Regions from separate parts of the Hordeum vulgare genome. Here region 2 is linked to region 1. A link is a contact called in public Hi-C data. All regions are on one chromosome and are shown on one strand. The core of a region is the stretch at or near the end of the contact, and the rest is flanking DNA. Distances in the headings are between cores, read along the strand shown.

Region 1 (5,590 bases), core at 820-3,319:
CATATAGGCAAAATCATGCAACTGAACTACAGGAAGTTCATTACCATGGCATATGCAAGTTTAAACTGCGAAATGCAGCTAATAATAACATAACCAAAGATAAGCCTAGAATAATATCCATACCTCGAGAGCATTGGGAAATAACGTCATGCCACCAATTATGCTTAGGCCAGTCAGATACCCATTGTACCCAGGTATATCCTCCTGAATGACTGTGGTTCCATAATCCATGATCACAAGGTGTATCACTGTTACCATAACCGCGAGTACATATCTCCCTTCCGTCAGCAGCTGCGCTGCGGCAAATATCGAGGACAGCCATGCTGGTAGTATTGGGAAAAGTGCACTGATGATTGTAAACACAGTTGCTGTGTACACAAAATGCACCTTGAAGAACTTGAGCAACAGCCATGTCAGGCATCCTTGGAATATAGCAATCTTGGCAGTGGCTAACAAGACACTGCTAATGGCATGGTCTATGACCTCGACGCACCGCTCCTTCACTTGTTTGGACACTGGCAATAGGTCAATGACCTGCTCTGTTGCACCACCACCCTCAACGGTGATGAGGTAGTACAGCACCCACATAAAGACCATCAGCTGTGACACAAAATTGAGCACCTCTGCTGCACCGGAGAGAATGCGGAGAGCAATGGATAGCATCAAACTGGCGCTACCACCGAGCACAGAGGTGCCGCTAGACAGCAGACTCTTTGCAATCTCTGTGCCCTGCAAAGCCAGGTCCTTGGCCTTGACCACTAGATCCTCCCTTGTGATTAACAGCTCCCTGAAGAATGAGTCCAGCTCCTTGTAGATCTCCAGCCACTCCCTCTTCTTCACACGCAGCGTAATGGCCTGCAGCTTTAGCGAGTAGGGGTGCGGTCCAGAGGTGATGAGCTCCTTGCTCTTGGCACCAGATGGGACTGATTGGGTGATCAAGAAGTGCTTGAATCCACTAGTGAAATCAGTAAGGTTGTATTGTACAGCCAATTGGTCTACCTGCTCCCAGACGGTTTCGACGAGCTTCCCCGAGTACTGCTCCACCAAGCCCGGGATGTCATTGTCGTCAAGCAACTTCTTGAGGCCAATCTTTTCAGAGTAGTTGCCATTTTCGACATGGGACTTGAGGGACATGACGGCGTCCTTGCCCTCGAGTCCGATCTTGTAGGAAAAGAAGACGCTGCCTCCTAGGAAGCCAGCAATCATGCCAAGCATGAGGCCGACGGCGACGAGGGTCCTGAGGTGGCGGAGGATGCCGCCGGTGAGGAGGAGTCCGCGGGATGAGGGTGTTCGACCGGAGATGCGGGAGGAGGCGGCACGGGGGATGAAAGAGGAGGGCTTGGGAGAGGCGGCGTAGAAGGCGAGGGAGACGGCGAGGAGGACGAGAGCGGCGGTGGTGCCGAGGCGCTCGAGCAGGAGAAGGAAGAAGAAGGATGAGACGAGCCAGCGCAGCAGGCGCGGGAAGGACGGCGACGGCGGCAGCGGGCGGCGCAGCAGCGCGGCGCGCGCGTCGGCGAGGGTGGCTGCGCAGGAGCGCAGCGCGGCGAGCGGGAGCGCGAGCACGGTGGCGCTGAACCCGCCGCGGAGCGGCGGCTCCCAGAAGGCGACGAGCGCGTGCTGCGTCTCGCGGAGCGGAACGGAGCAGAGCAGCGCCCACTGCAGCGGGCGGAGGAAGTCGGCGAGCAGCAGGTAGAGGCCGTAGAGCACGAGCAGCGCCGTGGCGAGCCCCGCGTGCGCCATGGCGATGTAGAGCGCCAGGCGCGCGTCCGGCTCGAGGGACAGCCCCTCGGCCTCGGCCGTCGGTGGCGCCGCCTTCTTCCCCGGCGGCGTGGGCGCGGGCTTGGGCGGGTCCTCCGCCTGCTTGGGGCGGCGGACGGAGGCGGAGCGGAACATCTCGGACCAGGGGATGGTGGCCTTGCAGGCCGCGGCCTGGTCGCCGCCGCTGGGCACGAGCGCCATGCGGTGGACGGAATGCGGCGGCGGCGGCGGTGGGGCGTGGGAAACCCTGGCCGCCTCGCCCGCTCCGGTCCGCCCCGCCCCGCGCCGGAGAGGTGGTGGAAATGGAATCGGGGACGGGGAGGGAGGAATGGATTTGGTGGATGATTAGCGCGGGTGGGGTAACCATAATTGACGATTAATTACTGGGGATTAATGTGTGTCTGTCGCCTTTAGGAAGGGGATGGGTGGATTTACCGGTTGCTAACTGGAGGGGACCCGCGATGTGTAACCACACGTGGCCGCCCGACAGTGAAACGTTGGTTGGTCCGACAGCTGTGTCATGCCTGCTCTTTATTGAGCTGGAAAACAAAGAAACAAGTGCTCCTATTGTGGTACTTCAAAAAAAGTTATTTCTGTCCTTTTTAAACTTCAATTCAAGTTGATGAACGGACGGGATTTTTTATGGTAATGATGTGTTAAAATGCGCCGGCCTGGTTGGGTGGACGCTGGTGTCCGTCTGATCGCAGATGCAAACGGACGAAAATTGTGTGTGTTTGGGTTCATGCGTTGAGGTTGTCCTAACAAAATTTGACGCATCTAACTAGAAGCGATTACATTTTTTTTCATGCAAGCTGGGCTGTATCGATTATACTTTGATAGTTAATTTTATGATTTCTTTTTGGGTGTTTAGCAAATCCATCGATATAAGAAATAGATTCCTTCGTAAGCGAGTCGAGAAAGCATGAACGGTGACTAAAGACCATTCAACGATGACAGAGTTACGATAAAGATGTTATACTGTAATTCATCCGAAGACCATTCATCGAACTATAGATAAGACACGCCATGTCATAGAACACACCATGCCGACCCTGGATAGCCGAGAGGACATAGCGCACACGCAACACCGACCAATGATTGAAAAATAGTGTCACATGAGAAAGTTGTTGCATGTTCACGAGCATGCGTTGGTGACAATAAAGATGCAGCAAGGGAGCAACACAAGGTCGCATCGGTGGGGGGAAGTGGTGTGGTGAGGAACAACGAAAACACGACGAGATTATGGTAGTATGGTCGCATACATCATTGTCACCATCCAGACACGGGTACACACATACTCCTTCATATTTACGAACGACACAACACATCTAAATTCAGCTCCTCGTGTTAGGCATCAACATGGGACGCAACATGATATTGATGTGGGGAAAATTGGTCGACATCGTTGTGTCAACCACATGTAATCCAGCCAATATGAGTATGACATCTCAATTTCGACCAACACGTGGGGCTCAATGACACGAAAGATACATCCATGCCGCTTAATCATCCTCCGACGCACTCCACAAGCTCATAGGGGCATTCTTCTCTGACTCTGGCCGCCACGCCCTCGTCTCGATCAACACGTGTGGTGAGTGCTAGCTTAATTTCTCCCGGACTCGTGTTCCCGTTTACACTTCGCAAATAAAAGAGAACCACATTTCGCTCGGAATTGGACTTGCTTGCTCCCTTGGGAAATCTTGGTACTTACCTACTTGCAGACCTTAGGATAGAAGATGCATATTACCTGAAAGCTAGTCGCTCTGCTGGCACGCTATTAAAGCACTTAGGATTGACTTCTCCTCCATTAACTTTATAGTTCCCCACAATGGCTCCACCTCCATGTCAATCTATGATGCTCTCGGTAGATAACGACGGTTGATCGGATGGAGGCCAAGCGTGATGCTTGGTAGCATGTCCATTGAACGAAAGAGCACTGACGCGTGCTTGAGAGGGTGCAGGGCACCGATGCATGATTACTGAAGGCGAGCATGCCCCAAGAGCTGGATCTTTGCCGACGCACGACGGAATTGACTTCAACACCCCGCTAGCACGGCAACACGAAAGCATATGCAACACCAAGCCAACAAAGACCCAGTGTGACTCAGTCAAAGCAACACTACTCACCAACTAAATTAGAAAAAAAAAGATGTTTCTCACCGGCTCATGAACGAGTCAACCAAAAAAACTCAAATTTTTCACGGCTCTCCATTCATGTGGAGCTCCGTATTTGTATTTGTAAGGATATCAATGATAACTAATATTTCATATGCTCCACCTGTTCCACATTATAACACGTGGTGATTTTTTAAAAGATCAAACTTTTCAATCCTAACTAGATTTATGAAGAAAAATATCAATATGATACAAAACCACTATTATAGAGAATAATATCAATACACATACTAATAGCCCAAATAAATACAATATTTTATTTACCTTGTATATAATGGTAATTATTTGGTACTATAGATGTATATAATTTTCTCTACAAATTTGTTCAAACTATACAAAACCCGACTGAAAGGACGTGGGGGTAAATAGGCGCTTTAAAATAATTACGGTTTAGGCTTGAATAAATGCGGAATAAAACTAACGTTTAATTTGTCAAACACAAAACCTAAAACAACTAGGCTCAGCTATGTGCACCAACAACTTATGCTAAGCAAGATAAACAACTAAGTGGTAGCAAGACATATAACAAGAAACAATATGGCTATCACAAAGTAAAGTGCATAAGTAAAGGGCTTGGGTAAGAGATAACCGAGGCACACGGAGACGACAATTTATCTCAAAGTTCACACCCTTGCGGATGCTAATCTCCATTTGGAGCGGCGTGGAGACACAATGCTCCCCAAGATGCCACTAAGGCCACCCTAATCTCCTCGTGCCCTGGCACAATACAAGATGTCGTGATTCCACTAAGGAACCCTTGAGGGCGGTCACCGAACCCGTACAAACAAGGTTGGGGCAATCTCCACAACTTTATTGGAGGCTCCCAACAACACCACAAAGCTTCACCACAATGGCATATGGCTTCTAGGTGACCACAAATGCCCCCGGTAATCTCCACAACTTAAGTGGAGACCCCTCGCTTTCCCGAAGCTTTACATCACAATGATTGAGCGCTGAGGCACCACCAAGCTTCTAGGATGATAAAACATCCACGAAGAACAATCTCTAGGGATACCAAGTTCCCAAGGTAATAAAATTCTCAACTTCTCACTTCCACGTATCACCATGGAGAACTCAAACCGATGCAACTAATGCAATGGCAAGAACACACGAAGTGGTCAAGTCCCTCACACTCAAATCCCTCCACAACAACAAAAACTATGGAGAAATATGAGAGGAAGAACAAGGAGCTCACAAAGAACTCCAAGATCAAGATCCAAGGGGTTCCCCTCACATAGAGGAGAAAGTGATTGGTGGAGATGTGGATCTATATCTCCTCTCTCTTTTCCCTCAAGAACTAGCAAGAATCATTGGAGGGACTGAGAGTTAGCAAGCTCTAAGAAGGTCAACAATGGGGGAAGAACACGAGCTCAACGGAAGGATTAAGTCCAATGGGGAAGAAGACCCCCTTTATATAGTGGGGGAAAGAATCCAACCGTTACCCCCACTCACAGCCCGAGCAGAGCGGTACTAGCGCTGCTAGGCGCGGTACTACCGCACGGTAGGTTCACCAACCACGATAGTAAAAAATTACTTCCGTGCCTACCACCGCTGAGGCTGCGGTTGTGCAAAAGTCCAACGGCACAGTAGTACCGTATGGTACTACTAACAAAGAGCGGTAGTAAAAAACTACTACCGCTCCAAGAGTGGTACTACC
Region 2 (5,590 bases), core at 1,288-3,787, 180 kb before region 1:
CCAGTAGTTCCTTGCATCTTCGCTAGTGATTGCAGTATCTCTGAACTTGGTGAGAAAATAAGTGCGTTCAAGTCACTGGGTGCAACAGCATAAACTTGATCGATAAGAACTCCACCTGACAAATTTCCAGGCATATCATTGCCTTCATGCTTAGATGCAAAGGCTTTTAGTAGTTCATCAAACGACATATTTACGCTAGTTTCAGAGTCCTGCTCATCAGAAATTTGTGCGCTTGTTGATGGCATTTCTTCAAGAGTATCCAAACCACGGTCGTGCTTGAACAGAGGTGGAACAGAAACTTCCGTGTCTTTTGGTTTTACTGAAAAGATTTGTTGCAGCCGGTTGACAAATGATGGACCAACATTTGATTTATCCTCCTTGGTGATTTCTGCTTCATCGCTACGCGGTGGCGACGCGGATATTTCTATAGGAATATTTGGCAAAGAAGATCCCTTCCTTAGTTCACTTGATTTGTCTGAACTTGATGCAAAGTCGTCTGAAGCCCAATGCGCAAGTGTCGCTGTCTCTTCAGGGTAACTTTGAGATAGAGATATAGTGAGATGAATTTCTCCTACAGAAGATGTTAGCAGCATGTAAATAACCGCCCACAGTGAAAAATAGGCAGTAGTCTATGCACAAAAAAACAAAGAGGATAATCATGTCGGTCGGATAGGCACTGTTTTTATTCACCTCATTACAAGCCAAAATAGTGAATACATTATTTTTTGTTGAGATTAAACGATGGGGAATGAGTGATGAGAAGTCGATCAAACTAGTGAACGGTAATATTGATGCTAATAGAAAAAGAGTCCCCGCGGTTTAGTTTCTTATAATTCCTAATAGTTTGAGTCGTTAAATTACATCATTCAAGGGTTAAACAGCTGATAGTGGGTTGGAAGCTAAGGATAAGTTAAAAAAAAGGCAGTAAAGCTATGACAGGTATACATCCACTACTGTGTTGATTATGTCAGAAGTTTTGGATAATCTGGGAAGTAATATATTCCCAGAAGTGATAAGGAACTGCTAACTGTTTCATAGCCCAACGGTGTGGCACCCTGCTCCTCAGGAACCAACTATAGATTGATTCATAGCAACCGCGGCTGGCGGGACATCCGTATGAACTTTCCCTATAATTTGCCAGATTTGAACTCATAACCTGTTGCTTGCGAGATTTCAGATGAGCACACAATTAACTAAGAAAAGAATATGAACAACATGATGCGTGGAAAGGTTACGGAGAGAAGCTGTTGGCGAAAAGAGGATGCAGAAAGGAGGGTTAAACTAGCACAACCCCATCTATCACAACGCTGGATCGGTCACTGTCCAACTAACACGAATTCAGGAAAACAACAAGACCACATTATCATCATCATGGAACAACTATTTAACTAAGAAAAGAATAGGGAAAGAAAATGATGTGTGGAAGGAAGATGGTTACCACAATCTCTGATCTTGGACTTCTTGCTCTTGGGCTGCAGCGGGTACCAGTGCGTGCCGAGGGAGCGGTTGTCGGCGTCGAGTACGGCGGAGAGGGGCACCCTGAGCTGGCCGAGGAAGTCGTCGGAGAAGTACTTGTCCTCGTCGGTGACGCGTATGAGGAGCTCCTCCTTGAGGTCCCCGACCCGGAAGGCGAACTCCTCGTCCCACACGGGGTTGGCCGACTTCCTGATCACCTTGGTCTTGGCCCGCTGCCTCCCCAGCTGCAGCTTGGCGTACGGGTCGCCCTGCCCCTGCGCCTCCGCCGCCGGGAGGTTGCGGGCCTCGATGACATGCACCACAAGCCTCATTTCCTCCTCTTTTTATGGTTGTTGTCAAGATTGATTGATTTGGGCGGTCTGCGTGGTTCAAATCAAATCAAGAAGCTTCAAGAAACTTTTTTTCTTTCCAATTCAGACTGAAAGCAGCTTCTTTTTTTGGAAGGAATTCAGAAGGAAATCATGGTGGCGTCTGGGACCGAATCAGAAATCAGCGAGAAGTAGCAGAAGAAGTCGCTCGCTTGCTGGGTCGGGGAAGCGCGGGAGAGAGCTGAGACCACATGAAGCTCCGAGCCAAGCAAGCAAGCGAGCAAAACGAATCAAACAAATCCAGATTGAAGCGCGGCGAATCCGGGGACAACGACGGGGCGCTTTCCAGAATGAAGCAACAAAAAGGAAGGGAATCCCCCGAACCGAAGGACCAGGGGGAAGAAAATCCAAGAAAAGAGACGGCGGTGAGCGCCGCACGGACTGGGAGAAGACGGACGGCGAGTCGAGTAGGGGCGGGCTTGGCTTGGCGGAGAGCGGGGTGGGGTCCCGGCGGCGGGGGGAGGAGGATTTCTTGGGGGAGGAAGGGAGGGAGAATGGGCGTTGGGTTTGGGGCATTGAAGACTTTGGGGAGGGAGAAGAGGAGATGGAAAACGAGGGAGGGATTTTGGAGAAAAGGAGTGACTTCACTGCCCGCGTCGCCTCCCTCCCTCCCTCTGCTGCTGACTTTCAAACTACCGCACAGCCCCCCGCAGCCGCCGGTGAGGTCGTGCGCGCATCGCCCTCCTTTCTGCCCCCTCCATCACGCCCGTTTTACCACGACCATCATCACAGGTATGCAAAAAGGAGCCCATAAAGTGTAGCCTTTACTCCCTCTGTAACGCAGTGCTTCTGTCGTCCGTCGCGGCATTTTTAAGTACCCTTAAATTTTTCGGTATTCAACCCGCGGTACGTTTTTAAGTGATACAAACAGAAAAACGTTTTGTTTTTATAGAAATGCCTCTGTAATTTTCGGAATTCAACCCGCGGTCCATTAAAGTGCTTAGGTTTCGGCCGCTTCCGCTGCTGCTGCTTCTTCTCGATGAAGTGGAGCGAGAGGACATCGCTTAGCGAGCCGCCGACCGCGGCCTGGAGGAACTCGCCGTCGCGGCGGAGCACGCCCAACACCTGGTCTAGGGCCCCACCACCTCCTCGCCCCCCGCTCCCGCCCCGCTGGTGCGTCAGGCTTTGCTTGTTCCTCTCCCACCACTTGTCGTTGTTGCTCCACCGCCGCTCTTCGCAGCACACATGGGCAGCACGACGGGCCGCAACAGCAGCGACATCGCATCTGCTCCGTGGTGGCAGAGGCGGGCGGCGCGTGGTGGTGGCCGGTGGCGGGGGGCGCTGGGTGGTGGATGGGGCGGGAGACATGGTCGGGACTGGGAGGGTGGGTGGAGGAGGAAGAACGTGGAGGTGGTGGGTGGTGGCTCAGGATGTGTGGGAGGTGAGAGGATAAGGTGTGGAGGTTGGGGTGAGTTAGGGGTGCGTGGGTTGGGGTGATTTTTTTGGCTTCGTTTCACTGCGTTCTGCCGACCCTTTTCCAGATACATGGGATGGTCTTGGAGCTGGTGCCCGCTTCTGCTTAGCTTGTTCGACCATCAGCTGCCACTTTGAAAACATATCACTTCCTCCAACTGCCTGCCGAGCAGCGACATTTGCTGCCGTTGTTCTCATTTTACCATCTTCTTCTTTGTTGGGCTGCAAGAGATTAAGTTATCAGGAAAAGAAGAGATGTCAAACTAGAGAGACAACATCGGATACTTACGTTCACATTCTTTGGACAGCTTTCCTCTTTTTCTTTCTCCAATTCTGCGCCACCACTGCCACCACTACTACCACTTCAACTGAAAAACGTTTCGTTTTTGTAGAAACGCCTCTGTAGTTTTCGGAATTCAATCTGTAGTCCATTAAACAAACACATCACGCCACATCCCCTTCCTCTTCCCCACACACGAGTCTGCGCCCAAAGGAGGAGGACCTCGAGGCCTTCTGCCGCCGCTTCGTCAGGTCCAGGATCCGACGGGCGAGGAGGCGATGGGCCGGCGACTGCCTGACGACGTCGCTTGGAGGCGACGGGCCAGAGACGGACTAGCGACGACGCGCTGAGGCGGAGAGGGTCGGGCGTGACGAGCATGGCGATGCGGCGACGGGGATGGCCAGGGGGCGGGGCGGGAGGCTAGCGGGCAGGGGCGGCGCGACGACGGGGATGGCCGGGCCGGAGCACGGCGAGGCCGGGGACGCATCAAGGGAAAGAGGAGGCCGGCAGGCTTCACGCGGAGAGAAAGGCGTTCCATTTCGCCGGATCCAAATACGTTGATACCCCAAGACTCACCAGAGTGTTGATTTTGCAATATCCATTCAACACACCGAGGGAAGCATGGAGCCTGAGGATTGAAGTCCGGCGATGGCACCATAGCCACCCATGATGTGTCATACGCACACGGCGAGAATTGAGGTTTCGCTATATTTCCGTATTCTAGCATCCCGTTCCTGATATATGTCCAACATTTAACCAATGACATGAATCTCATGACACGGACTTTAAACAATTAATCGAAACAAGGGTTAGAAGTGATGCTATAGATGTCTTAATTTACATTTAACATTTAATGGCAAAACAAATAGGTTCTGCAACTTTTTCTAGCCCGGTGCAACGCACATGCATTTGTACTAGTTAATATAAAAGCAATTAGATTACTAAAATAGTGTTCTAAATGCTCTTATATTAGTTTACGAAGGAAGTACTACGCTTATTGTGTTCTTTCTATAAAAAGCATTATTATTATTGTCTTTTTTTCCAAGCTGAAAGTGTTGTCCTCGTATTCATAGTGTTTGGTTAAATTTAAAATGTCCGGACTGACCAACACTTTTCATGTTCAATCAATATCTAAGATAAATACGAGGAAGCCTGGACGCGAATGGACAAGTTCGCCATGTCGACTATGTCCAAAGGCGAAGCCATCTCAAATCGGAATCAAATCGATCGACCCAACTTCTCCCAGCTCCCTCCTTCATTTCCCATGTTGCCGCGCAACTGCCTAACTCTCCTTGTTAGTCCTTCTCGCTCGCCTTCGCTGATGTCGTCGCCAACGGTCATGTCCGTCTCCATGGTCACGGATGATAACCCTCATCCTCTGATCATTAGAGCCTGTGAAATGTTAAACTTGGCAAAAGATAACCCTCATCCTCTCATCATTGGAGGGGATTTCAATTTGCTTAGGTTTCCATTTGAGAAAAGTAGCGGACGGTTCGACAGCCGTTGGCCTCTTTTGTTCAATGCAGTCATTGACAGCTTCAACTTAAGAGAAATTACAATGGTCGGGAGATAGTTCACTTGGGCTAATTCTCCCCCTGAACCCACATACAAAAAGCTAGACAGTGTACTGATGGATACTGATTGGGAATCTAAGTTCCCACTGGTGTCAGTACATGCTCTTGAGCGGGATTGTCGGACCATGCTCCCATTCTATTGATCGCTGGCATGCCTAGACCACAATGTAAACCATGTTTCAAGTTTGAACTTGGGTGGTTACATCGTGAGGGGTTCCATGAGATGGTTAACAAAATTTGGGAAAGACCGGTGGCTGGTGACACGCCAATCCAGAGGTGGAACAATAAGATGCGTGCTTTACGCGCGCACCTCATAGGCTCGCCATACCACCGGTTTACTTAAAAAAGAAAAGGAACGGCTATCCTCGATCATTGATGCTTTAGAGGCATTAGCAGAAGTTTGTTTGTTATCTACGCAAGAGATTGAGTTAAAGAGCCAATCGAATGCACAGATAGCGATACTTCCGTGTGAGGAGGAG

What was found. Hi-C and Micro-C count contacts between places; a contact is called where the count stands out from the background.
Region 2: a Hi-C map of seedling shows a contact between it and region 1, with 4 times the contacts expected there. The contact joins the promoter of LOC123413030 here to the promoter of LOC123408670 in region 1. A contact is called at or near these places in 3 of 6 Hi-C or Micro-C datasets (leaf and seedling) and 1 of 1 datasets of contacts at active chromatin or transcription factors (embryo).

Annotation. Positions count from the first base shown.
Region 1 is chr7H:131,462,353-131,467,942 of MorexV3_pseudomolecules_assembly, reverse strand. It overlaps LOC123408670, which reads right to left and starts at 2,069. Exons shown (of 2, transcript XM_045101727.1): 1 at 124-2,069. The coding sequence starts at 1,959.
Region 2 is chr7H:131,642,248-131,647,837 of MorexV3_pseudomolecules_assembly, reverse strand. LOC123413030 (C2 and GRAM domain-containing protein At1g03370) reads right to left here and starts at 2,537. Exons shown (of 9, transcript XM_045105975.1): 1 at 1,439-2,537; 2 at 1-571. The coding sequence starts at 1,787.